2 separate regions of the Hordeum vulgare genome follow, and region 1 is linked to region 2. A link is a contact called in public Hi-C data. All regions are on one chromosome and are shown on one strand. The core of a region is the stretch at or near the end of the contact, and the rest is flanking DNA. Distances in the headings are between cores, read along the strand shown. Region 1 has its middle 170 kb from the start of LOC123425760. Region 2 has its middle 400 kb from the start of LOC123429891.

Region 1 (6,829 bases), core at 2,289-4,788, 690 kb after region 2:
GTTAAGGCAGCTGCCTCCAACAAGACCGTGACAAGGTTTGGAACAAACCGCTCTTGACCGTTTACCGTGAAACAAGTATGCATGCAGTTGGGGTAGCTCCCTTCCACAACCTTCGAGAGAGTACAACCCCCCACCAAAGAAGGCGTCCAAGAGCATGACCCTAGGGCTTTTGCCGAGGTTAGCATGGAGGTTATGCAAACGCATGAATCGATTACTTTCAATGATTGCGCGCCAATCTCTGCACACGCACGTGAATGCAACAATAGAGCGTGTGGGCAACCATTTGAGGATATCTGACCAAGCCTTTGTTGACGGCGACGAGAAGATAATTTCCTCGTGGGTGCGGCCGACGCACACGAGGCTCTCTTCCAACAGACCAACGGTATAAGGGGGTTTGTGCTTAATGAAGCTATCCATGATGGCCTTATCCATCTTCACCGGCGGCGGCGGCGCCGATAGTAGAATCTCCGGTTCTCTTCCACCACCACCTTCAATGTCCACTATGAACACCGTCGACGCAGCTGTAGCAAACATAATCTTCTTGTGTCCGTTATCCCCACTGTATATTTCAAGTGGAGAGAGACAGTTTGACCGCAGCAGAGCCTCGGGCCAAGCTTGTCGTTGGATGCAACAGAGCTGCTCCCATTGCCCGCCTCCATCGTAGCACTTGAGCCGCCAGATAAGGTAATGGCCGTCTTTGAGAGGATCTTCTCCATAGTGAAGGCACAAGCATCCATCCAGTACTGTCAGCTCGACCTGGAACAGAGCATTCTCTAGGCCGAGCGGCGGCAACAATGAGCTGAAAACCTCATCGCGGACGTCGAAAGTGATGATCGTGCATCGACCTTCCTGCTGAACAAAGTGCAGGTATCCATTGAAGAAGACGGCAGCGGTGGACTCTTCCCGCAAGGTGCACGACGGGGGCCGTCCGTTGGCTGGCCGCCAGTGCGTGGACGCGTTAAGCGACAAGACCTCGCAAGTCGTGAAGGACACATCTCGTCGAGTCCGGTAGAACAGCCGTACCACCTTGTGTTCCTTGGTAGTTGAGACGTAACCCAGGCCGTAGGACACGGTGCCTCCGCGATGCGCCATCAGGTTGTGCGGTATACCGCTGTCGGGAAGAAGCACGAGCGCGCCCGTGGATGGATTGCACACGTAGTGCCCGTGGTAAGGCCAGCGTCGGAGGAGGACGAGGCCATGGCAGGGCTTGGTGAGCACCTGGACAGCGCAGTCTGGCGCTAGTCGCGGGAGAGGGAGGACACCGGTCAGCTGCTCCACCGCTCCGCCGTGGTGCCACGAGTAGAAATGGTACTGCGCCACCGTGAAGAACAGCCTCGGTGGGCCGGACTGATGCTTGTTGGCTCTCTCCAGGTGGAGGTCCGCGAAGGAGCGCGACGAGAGCGTCGTGTTCCAGCATCTTGACATGCAGCGGAAGCGGCCGACCGACTTGGCTGGCAGGCGAGCGAAGACCTCGGTTAGGATCTCATCCGGTAACAGCGGCAGCGGCAGCGGCAGCGGCGCCGGGGCGTGTTGGTTCCTCGTCCGTTTGTTAGCCGTTCTGCTCGTTGATGCTTCATCCCTCGCGTGCTTCATCGCGTCAACTGATGATCTCACTATCGCGTTGGGCAACTGGGACTGCTCTGTAGATATATAGGCGATTGCGGCGTCAACCTAAAATGGATACGGATTCGGACTTCTTTTCCAAGTTGTGATGAGGTGTCTTACGGGAGGTCCTATTGGACGCATATTGTGTTAAATTGTCGACGTTTCGCACAGGCTGCTGATCGAAGAGAAGTTGGGCCGGCCTATTCATCTGTTGCACGATTCCGGTTTTAGAAACCTTCCAGAGATTTTCAGCTGGTTTTTAATCTGTTTTGGAAACATTCTAGATTTTCCCAGCCATTTTTTACGGTTTTCGGAACTTTCTAAAAGATTCCCTCAACTGATTTTTTTTGTTTTTTGTTTTCTTTTTTATTTTTATTTTTCTTTTTCTGTTTCAAAAATGTTCTGGATTTTAAAAAAATGTTCCCAATTTGAAAACAAATGTTCCAAAATTGGAAAAATGTTCTGGAATTTGAAAAAATATTCCGGATTTTCAAAAAAATGTTCCAGGATATTACAAAAAGTTTTGGAGTTTCAAAAAATGTTCCGGAATTTAAGAAAATCTTCCAGAATTTGAGAAATAATTCCGAAATTTGAAAAATGTTCAGAAATATGAAAACCCCTCCAGAATATAAAAAAAGTTCAGGTATTTAAAATAATGTTCTAGAATTTAGAAAATGTTCCGGATTTTGAAAAATGTTTCCGCAATTTGAAAATTGTTCCGTAATTTTAAAAATTGTTTCGGAATTTAATAAAATGTTTTCGCATTTTACATAATCTGCCGGAATTTGGAAAAATGTTCCGAATTTGATAAAATGTTCCAGATTTTTGAACAATGTTCAGGAATTTGGAAAAAAAATGCTCTGGAATTTTAGAAAAGAAATCTGAATTTCTTATATAAATATTTCGTATTTTTGGATAAAATTTTCCGTAATTTAGAAAATGTTCCAGAAGTTGGAAAATATTCTGGCAGTTGAAAAAAATGTTCTAGAATTGTAAAAAATAGAAAAACATTTACTAGAATTATTTCAAATAAAAAATAAGCTGGGTCAGAATGTTACTGTCTTCACGTTTGTATAAAAAAATCTTGTTTTACCAAAAATCTTTTGTTTTTTAAATTGTTCACAAATGGAAAACTTGTTCAAATTTTCTTCACCAATACTGAAAATATTCATGATTTAAAAATGTTCGGGGATTTTAGAAAATGTTCTTCATTTTCTAAAAAAGGTTTTTTCATTCTCAAAAAATGTATGGAAGTTTAAAAAAAATTCAGTTTCAAAAACTGTACATAGCTTCAATTAATGTTCCCGCTTGAATATTTATTCACAACTTTTCAGAAATGTTCGTGTTTCCAAAAAAATCTCATATTAAACAACTGCACAACTTTTCAAAAAATGTTCCTGTTTGCAAAAAGGTACATTTTTTGAAAAGATGAACGTTTCCAAAAGAATGGTCGAAATGAAAAAATAGTGTCATTCTCAAAATAATTCTTTTTTTTTCAAAAACTGCACATTTTTGTAACTTCTGAACATTTTCCAAAATTTTGATCTTTTTGTTAATTCTGAAGAACAAGAAGCAGAAGAATAAGTAAATAAAATAAATAGCATAAAAACTGAAAAAGAAAAGGAGAAAAGGAATCGAAAAAAGAAAAAGAAATAAACTAGAAAAGAAACAAAATGAATTAATAAATTTAAAAAACAAAAAAAAGAAACAGAAGAAACCGTATATATACTAGTTTAAGATCTTTATAGAAGGTTCCCAAAACTAGTTAGGTACCTTCTAGAAGGGTCCATAAACCGGACGTTGTAACTTGTGAGTTCTCACACAATTGGGCCAGTCCATTTCGATCGCCAGTTGGTTCGTCTCAGTGTGAATGATTGACACGGTGCCGCAATGAGCGGTGCATAGGACCTCCTGTGTTTTATAGTCCGACTCAGAGAACAACGATCTAAGTTAGGTTTAAAACTTGTTTGGTTGGCATCCTGGACCTGATCCTTGCTGGACCCGCCTAGATCAAAAACTCCTATCTAACGCCCTATTTGACGCTTCGCCGAAGACTACTCCAGGCGTGCTGGCCCACGTAATGGCTGTTCTGTTTTGGTATTTTTCTTCGTTTTTAATTGTTTATTTTTCTCTTTTTATGATTTTTTGTTTATCTTCTATTTGTTTTATTTAGCTCATTTTCTTTTCCTATAAGGTTAATTATTTCTAATATACGAAAAAAATAATTTAAAACTCATACTGAACTTTATCAGTATCTGGTGAACATTTTTAATAAACATATTGAATATATTTTTAGTATACAATAAATACTTTTATTATATACACTAAAATTTATATAGAATACCATGAAATTTTATAATTATATGATCAATATAATTTGATATACTTAGAACATTTTTCTAATATATGGTGAACTTTTTTTAGTGTACACATATTAAAAAATGTGTAATGTATTATAACAAAAATATCATCGCATAATAAGAAAATATTTAGTCTATTCTAAAAATATCCATCATATACTAAAAAATACTGGTATGTATTTGAAGAATGTTCACCACCAGCGCGACCCCACCCTCGTTTCCACCACCGATTCCTCAACATCTCGTACCCATCACTCTGTTGTGCGCATCTCGTGGACGGTAGTGATGATGTTCCCGCTGTGGCCAAGGTCATGTCCGACACGTCAAGATCAATGAGGTCACCATGCACGTGTTGTAGGAGGAGCTCGCACATGTCACCATACTCAAGACTTCAACAACCCCATGTACACTCGTGATAGGCGCACCACCGTCCTCGGATAGCAGTGGTTCCTTCACGAGATCATCAACCATCTACCCCAAGGTAAATTTAGATATTTAAATGTCTCTTCACTCTACTTGGGTTAACTGTGGTACAGTTCTAGTGTATGTAGAAGAGTAGAAGCACAGGGCTTCATAGAGGCATTATATTTGTGTAAAGGCCTCAGATAACGATGTGCATGATGGCAAGGCTATCGACAAAGCTCCTAGGTAACCGAGGGAGAGAGAGAGAGAGACCCATCAAGTTAGTGGGTTGGCAATATGGCACAGCTACAGCGACGTGGTTGTCAGTGTGTCCTTGCCTTTGGCTCCACTATTGCTCGGCATCGTACTTTCCCTACACCATCAACACCCCTCCCTGTCGTCTTTGCTCTGCTCGATGTGTTCCACTTCTGCGTCATCATGCCTCCTATTTCTCACCGAATGGCTACACCAACATGGCTCACCTCCATGTACCATTGATATTGAGATCGCAGGCCTAAGTTTCAACGCACATCCTATGTTTAGTTACTTGATATCAAGGCTAGTTTCACTCGATGCCAAAGTAAACTACCACATGTAAGTTTCGGGCACGCATTTGTTTCAGATTCGGGATTTCATGGTTGTCGAACTTTTTCTCATATGGTGTAGTAGAAATGCAAGCTTCATTATCTTGCAGTTATCTATTTTTTCAAAATTGCACTCTTCTTGCCTTTAGTTATGTTCTTAACCAATCAATTATTACTTGATCATCATATGATTGTTTGCTTTGCTCACGTGTATATTCAGATGAGTGGTACCCCATCCTATTGTTAGATTAATCATGAACCAAGAGAGCATAGTGGATGGAAGGGGATACCAATATACATCTATCTCGTCGAGGCTAGAGAGAATTTGATTTGATTCATCCAGGCTATGCAAATGGGCTTTATTATTGAGTAAGCATGTTTCTGCACGTAGGAGTGGAAACTATTTGGTTAGACGACCAGGGTATAGGTGAATCTGTTTACAGAAGTGGTTCATCAAAATATGTATTTATTGAAATTTTATGAGACCTATTAGTGTGTTAAATACAAAGCATGTGCTAAAAGTTTCGGGTACATGGTAACTTTTCACTTTCGATTCATATATTGTATGTCGATTTCACATCTCGAGGTGTGATAATAGCCATGAAGCTATTGTTTAGTTAGTAAGAAATTATATTGCCACTTACAAAATGGCATCTATTAGGGGAAGATTAGACTTCTGCCTTTTTCAGCAGCTATCTCGTGAGATGCAAAGTTTAAGAAAAAACACATACGTATTTTGATATACCTGATCATCATTTTACATATGTATATGTAAGGCAACTTTAGATCAAATTTTATAAGATATGTTCACTTCTTATAATCTGTTCTCTTGGTGCTAGGCTAGTATGAATTGTTCTTAGAAAATTTTGATATGAGATGACGAAATACTTTGAAATCTTATTTATTGCACATTTACACCTTCGAGTGCATAGTATTAAATGGGTTAATATGGGATACTCACAAGTATAAACCATTTATTTAACAACAAATGCATAGAAGTAGCATGCACAATAATTTGATCATATTATCCTAATTTTGTTGAATATTGTTTCAGGTTTTTAGCCATAGCCCTTTCAAGAGTTTGTTCTGCTCATTTGAATGCAAAATTTTAATGAAATAAATATCCCTGTTGTGATGTGTGTATTATCATTATATGCTTGGTGTACATGTTTTAGATAAGCTGACTCCTTGATAGCACTATAAATCTAGGAATGCCGTGAGTATATGATGTATTCTTTTCCTAATGTGCATGCTAATATAGTTGGATAGTTCTTTGAGACAATTATGTCTGAAATACAAGATGGTATCATAAAATAGGTGGTTTTCCCAAGTTTCTTGGTGAAGTGTAATATATTCGACCATTAGTAGCACTACTTCACCACAAGGCATAGATGTACCATAATATTACTTCTCGAAGTCACATTGAAATCTGTATCCACTATGACTAACAAGTAAACTGTTTAGGTTGATCAAATTTGTATATTTTGAAACTGTTTCCTCATATCATTATTGGAAGAGTGCAGTTTAGTCCAAATATAATTAGTATACTTTAGTTTGGTTCAGTTTAGGACATAGTCAGTATTTTTTAGAACAAATAATGAAAAGTATATGATGTGAAGATCACGATAGGCTTGTGCTTGCAATCTCCATGTAGTTCTGTTGCTCCAAATCTTCTCCTATAGGTTTGTTATATCTTGTCTACTTGTAGAACTGGGATGTAGTTAGTTTCCTCTTCAATCAATATCAATTTGTTATAACATTGTCGGTTTGTGCTTATTTGTGATTGCTAAAGGTAATTCAAAGATATGTGTAGAAGGAGATTCAATTTGCATTCTGGTTCGACAACCACAACCTCGCAAGGCCATCCAGATGGACCGA
Region 2 (6,671 bases), core at 1,985-4,484:
AATCATGAAAATAGTGGGTGTAATATTTATGTAGCCAAGATTGATGCATGCCCTCATTACATTGCATGGAGAATTAACTTCAAGCGCTAGAATTAACTTCAAGCGCCAAATAGCGCCAAATAGAGGCCAAATCGTACAGGACACGCACACCCGCGACCGAATGGGCTGGCCCGCTTAAGAGTGTACGTCTAGCCTTTTTTTTGGCGGTTTTTAGGCTGGTTTTTCTTTTTCGGTCCGATTTTAGCTGACATTTTCTTAAATAAGTTTTATTTTGTTTTCCTCTTCACGTTTAAATTTAGGAGCTTTTCTATTTTAAATTGGTGACTTTTTTTGAATTGGTACGTGTTTTCAAATGAATGAAATGTTTTTCCAAAATCTGCAAAGTTTTTCAAATATGTGAGCTTTTTAAAAATTCATGATTAATTTTTCAAACCCATAGAATTGATTTCAAAATCAACAAACTTCTTTCAAATTCGCAGAGTTTTTCAAATGACAAACATTTTTCCTATGCATGAATTTTATCAAACATGTGAAACTTTTTCTGAATCTATGAACATTTTTTGAAATTCATGATATTTGTTCCAAATTCCCCCAAGAAAAAGAATCCACAAGCTTTTAAATTTTGTGAACAATTTTTTAAGCCATGGCCATTTTTTAAATCCATAGATGAATTTAAAATAAATGAAGTGCTTTGAATTTGTTAATGTTTTTCAAACTTTTGACCTTTTTTTATTCCACAATTTAAAATAATATATAAACCTTTTTGTAAACCCATGAATATTTTCCGAATTCATGCAATTGTTTTTAAACCCCTAGTTATTTTAATCCACTATCTTTTTCAGACTCATGAACTATTTTTCAAACCAACTAACTCTTTTCAGCTTCATGAATATCCATGCTCATAATGTTTTAGGACAGTCAATTAGTCAACGGTCAACTAAGCTAAGGAGAGTAAAGGAGAGACGCTTGAGTGGGCGAGTGTGCATCCAGCTCGTGTTCTTGGTCCGGCCCACATGCATCGGGACTAGGAGCTCTCAATTATAGCTTTTTTTAGCTACTACCTCCGTCACAGTTTAAAAGGCACGCACGTGTACCTAGGTCGTTAATTTAACTTATATAAAATCTATTATTTAATATAAAAATTATATGATTAGAAAATATATCATTTAAAAATTTTTAATGATATATTTTTTGTAATATATGCTTATCATGAAGATGGTCAAATTAATGATCTAGATACACGTGCCGGACTTATAAACTGAGATGGAGGGAGTAGTAGTGATACATACCCGAGGCGTCGTCCAGGTCCTCAACAATTTCGCAACTAACCGTACAATCAGGCGATGACTAGGAGCTCTATTTGGGCTAGCTCATTGTCCCCAAAAAATAAAAAATGAGTTTTTTCAATGTATTGATAATTTTGAAAAATATTCTTATTTCAAAAACTATTCATTTTTTAATATATGTTCAAAATTTCCAAACAATGTTCGAATATGCCATTGCTTATAGTTTTAAAAAACACATCATTGTTCATTGGTTACAATGGCTAGGAGCGCGCCCCTAATATGAAGAAGTCAGGTGTTCGAGTACCTCTTCAAGCACACAATATTTTGTGATTTTTAGCTCAGCGCCATGAATTGGTCAACCAATCAAGTTGTGTGTCGTGATTCCTTTTATCACATAATGCTATAGATAGGAGCTCCTCAACTGGTGTGCCTAGAAACACAGGGTATACACATCTTCATCTAATAATAAAGGGAGGAGGCTTGCATATTTAACCATACATTTATTAGCTCTCCTTGCCCCCCAAAAAAACAGAAAGCAGACTTCGTCTCAGGAGCTCTTTTCCTCTCTTTTTTTTGAGGATCGGTCTCGATAGCTCCTAATCGGCGTGCTAGCAACCGTAGTTTGTGCTCACGTGCACGCGCAAATGGGCTGGCCCAACTACCCCCCATCTTGATCACTCGCTTTTTCGGACAAGCCGCAACACAGAATTGGTTCGGTGAGAAAAAAACCAGAGTGATTTTTTAGTATTTCAAAACTTTGTGGAATAAAAAATATGTATGCAGGTTTGAAAATAATTCATAGATTCTTCGAATAGAGTTCATCAATTTTAGGAAAAATCTTCACAAATTTGAAAATGACTTTTCTAATTAGAACATGTTTGGGTGGCATCCTGGGACTGATACACATGTCCTTAGCCCCTCCTAGATAAGGTACTCCTATATGATGTCAACAACGTTACTCCAAACATTACGTTTTGGGTTTTTTCTTTTTTTTTCCTTCTTAAGATTTTTTATTCTTCTGCGTTTTCATTTTGAAAAAATTATTTTTCGATAGGTTTTTGTAACATATGGTGTTTTTTTTAAATATACGGTGAACATTCCCTCAAATTCACACTGAACTTCATTAGTGTACACTGTACTTTTTTGAAATACATTCGGAATAATTGTTGAATATACAATGACTATTTTTATTATATACACCAAACATTTTCTAACAGAGAATGAACTTTTCGAATTATATGATGACATTTTTTTAATACACACAGACACTTTTCTAATACATTGTGAACGTTTTTAAATATACACATATTTAAAACGGTTTAACGTACATACCAAATAAATGCATCATATACTCGAAATATTTAATGTATCTTTTAGTATCCACCATATACTAAAAAATGGTTTGGTGTGTATTTGAAAAGGTTCACCATATATTAGTAAAAATATTCACCATACATTGCAAATTTTATAAGAAAAAAAATGTTCGAAAGCAGTGAAACAATGAGAGAAGAAACAAATCCAAAAGAAGATAATAGGAAAATAGGAAAATAAAAAATCGAAACAAAAAACAAACACATAGAAGAAAAAAAAACTTAAAATGATGAACGGAGAAAAAAACAAAATAACAAACCAGCAACGAAAATAGCAACGACCCCGTAGAGAAAACCTGGAATGAGTGCGGCCCACCTCGCCCCGAGTGCAGGCCACGGATAGACTATTTCCCGCTGGTACACGGCAAATAATATTTACCGAGGGTCTTGGCGGGAAAGTTATATGTGTCAATTGTGTGTATCTTATCTTATCTTATCTATTAATAAAGCAAATAGTGTTTCTTCCATACGTCATCCAAATTGTCCTTAAAGTTGACTAAAATTATCCACCAATGCCACCTATAAGTCATAAAAAACGTTTTAAACAGAAAAATTTCCAAACTGGGCCGGCCCATGTAGGCACCTCTTATATTACGCTCTAGGGGTTGAAAAAAGATGCAGCACACCTGTTTGCGCCGGCCCATGCGTGGGCGCCTGTTTTTTTATTTAGTTTTTTTATTTTTATTTTCAGTTCCATTTTGTTTTTCTACTTTAAATAATTTAGAACTTCGAACAACTTTTCTCAATTTTAAGAAACTGAGAATTTCGAAATTAAATATTCAAAAAAACATATTTTTTTGTGAATTCAAAAACTACTCGGGAGTTTTGAAAAATGTTTGCATATATGAAATGTTTAATCTTTGAGAAAATGTCCATAAAATAAAAAAGTCAACGATTTTAAACAAAAGTCCGTGTAAAAATCTTAAAAACAGTTTGTGCCTCTATTTTTATTCTCATTTTTTATTTTCATTTTTCTGTTCCATTTTTAGTTTAAATAATTGAGAACTTTGAAAAACTTTTGCAATTTATAAAACTGGGAATTTTGAAATAAAAGTGTGAAGAAAATATAAAATGTTTGTGAATTCAAAAAATGCTCATGATTTTTGTAAAAATATTCGCATATTCAGAAAAATGTTCATAATTTTGAGAACAATGTTGGTGAAAACAAGAAAAGTCCATTTTGAAAAAAATTGTGTGTTATTTTTTGAGTGCAATTGAAAAGAAAATGTTTGCTAATTCAAAAAATGTTCATGCATTTTAAGAAATGTCCTAAAATTTTAAAGACATAATATGATCAGCATCATTGGAGATTATAATTATTTTTCTTCCGTTGCAACGCACGGGTCATTTTGCTAGTATTATTAAAGTGGAGTTGGTAGATTCGCCTCACCTTTTCCTATGATTTTTCACCCCACGCCTCCTTCCCCTTTGATTTCCTATTGTTTTTTGTGGTAAATCTCAAATGATGCAGCATGAAATAAAAAAAGTAAACAGAGTAACCTAGAATAATTTAAATCCAATTATTACTTTCCCAAATCCACGTTTTGCATTAACTCAACAAGATCTTAACATAATCTTAACTAAAGCAATTTTATTGCCCTCTTCTACCTATACTAAATCAATTAAAATGCTACAAAAATCTTAACTAAAACAAAACTTTTCTTGTTTTCCTCTACCTGTGCTCAAATAAATAAAATCTTACGAAGATCATGAAAATAATGGGTGTAAGATATACTCCCTCCCTTTTTAAACATGAGTCTTTTTAGAAATTTCAGTCAGGGACTACATATGGAACAAAATGAATGAATATACACTTTAAAATATGTTCGTGTACATCTATATATAGCCCGCTAGTGAAAACCTCTAAAATAATTTATATTTAGAAACAAAGGGAGTACGTTGGACAAGATTAATGTATGGACCCGTTGCTCCGCATGAATACTTATCTTTACCTACTAACAAAGCAATTCGTGCTTCTGTCATTCGTCATTAACATTGCTCATAAAGTTGATGAAAATTATCCACAATTGCCACTTATAAGTCATAGAAAACGTTTCAAACAGTAAAATCTTCGGACTGGGCCGGCCCATGTAGGCACCTCCTATATTACGCACTCGGCATTGGAAAAAGATGCAACACACCTATTTGGGCTCGCCCATGCGTGGCCACCTGTTCTTTTAGTTTACTTTTTTATTTTACTTTTCACTTCCATTTTTTTCTACTTCAAATAATTTAGAACTTCAAATAACTTTTCTTAAATTTAAGAAACTGAGAATTTTGAAATAAAATATTAAAAACATATTTTTTTAAGAATTCAAAAACTACTCAGGAGTTTTGAAAATGTTTGCATATACAAAAAAATGTTTAAATTTTTAGAAAATGTGTGTAAAATGAAAAAATTCAATAATTTTAAACAAAAGTCCGTGTAAAAATCTTAAAAACAGTTCGTTCCTCTGTTTTTAGTCTCATTTTTTATTTTCATTTTCTGTTCTATTTTTTAAAATTTAAATAATATCGACTTTTGAAATTTTTTTCCAACTTATAAAACTGAGAATTTTGAAATAGAATTTTGAAGAAAACATAGAATGTTTGTGAATTCAAAAAATGCTCGGGATATTTGTAAAAGTATTCTCATATTCAGAAAAATGTTCATAATTTTGAGAACAATGTTGGTGAAAACAATAAAAGTCCATGATTTTGAGAAAAAAGTTTGGGTATTATTTTTTTGAATGCAATTGAAAAAAATGTTTGCTAATTCAAAAAATGTTCATGCATTTTAAGAAATGTCCTAAAATTTGAAGGACGTAATATGATCAGCATCCTTGAAGATTATAATTATTTTCTCCTGTTGCAACGCACGGGCCCTTTTGCTTCCGTAGGAAAACCCACCGTGGTATTTTTATAAAAAAGTCCCTATAATTTTTGTTATTCAACCCGCGCTCCATCATTTATCTGCAACGTAAAAGAAAAACGATTCGCTGCAAAAATTATACCCTGGGCCACCCTGGCCTGTGCCCAGGCCGCCGCCACACCACTCGCCGTCGCGACCGACCTCAACCGCCACCGCTGCGGATCTCAACCCACCCGCCTCCGCGGCCGTACCTCTCGCCGCTCACTGCCCCCGTTGCGGCGCTCGAGCGCATCGCGTCGACCCTGATCCACCCTGGCCTGTGCCCAGGCCACTGCCACACCACTCGCCGCCGCGGCCGACCTCAACCACCACTGTTGTCGATCTCAACCCACCCGCCTCTGCGGCCGTACCTCTGCCCGCTTGCTGCCCCCTTTTCGGCGCTCGAGCACAGCTTCTGGATCAAATCAACGCGATAGCTACAGTGACTGGGGATGATGCGTCTGCTCGATGCAGAACGGCGGCGGCGCGGCGGAGCGAAGTACTTGCAGGTGGAGGCGGGCGTTCATGGCTCACACGGGGAACTCCGAGGTTATGGCGCGGCAACGGCGACTCCTTATGGCCAGATAGAGGCGCCTAACCCTTGCTTCCCTCATCGTATCCCCTCCTCCGACAGGAACTCATCATCTGGTAAGATTCCCTCCCCATGCCTCCAACCGTGTGCCAAGCATCGACAAGAAATTTTGTTTTGTGTGGATTTGTTTGGTGATGAATGAATGTATTGAATGTAAGATTGTATTGTTGTAGAGACAGAGAATGGTACACCACCTTCAGTTTGTCATCTAATCCCACATTCTCTATCCCATGAGTGAAATAAGATAACAGTCAATTGATCAATTCACGTAACCTCTTTGTTTTGCTTTGTTTGTCCCGCTCAATTTCTCATCATGGTGGAATTAACAATGGACGGGTTGCTTTCTCAACAAAATAGGACTGACCACATTAGTTAGTTAGCTTATTATTTTAATAAATCAAAATGATTATAAAAAAATTAAAGCGTGTGGTATTTTTTTTCTCCCGTTGCAACGCACGGGCCCTTTTGCTAGTCTAGCCAAATCATATTTGGCACTTCACGCACTCAATACAGCCCAAAAATCGTTCGGGGTG

Evidence for each region. Hi-C and Micro-C count contacts between places; a contact is called where the count stands out from the background.
Region 1: a contact with region 2 is called in a Hi-C map of leaf, with 5 times the contacts expected there. The contact joins two enhancer-like sites. A contact is called at or near these places in 2 of 6 Hi-C or Micro-C datasets (leaf and seedling).

Annotation. Positions count from the first base shown.
Region 1 is chr2H:185,097,708-185,104,536 of MorexV3_pseudomolecules_assembly, forward strand. No RefSeq gene overlaps it. Among protein-coding and RNA genes, the nearest start is that of LOC123425760, 170 kb to the left of the region's middle. Within about 2 kb of position 3,539, at least 3 of the 3 cell types and tissues checked have open chromatin away from gene starts, as enhancers often do. A contact at or near this core is called in leaf, where this site is marked.
Region 2 is chr2H:184,411,012-184,417,682 of MorexV3_pseudomolecules_assembly, forward strand. No RefSeq gene overlaps it. Among protein-coding and RNA genes, the nearest start is that of LOC123429891, 400 kb to the left of the region's middle. Within about 2 kb of position 3,235, at least 1 of the 3 cell types and tissues checked has open chromatin away from gene starts, as enhancers often do. A contact at or near this core is called in leaf, where this site is marked.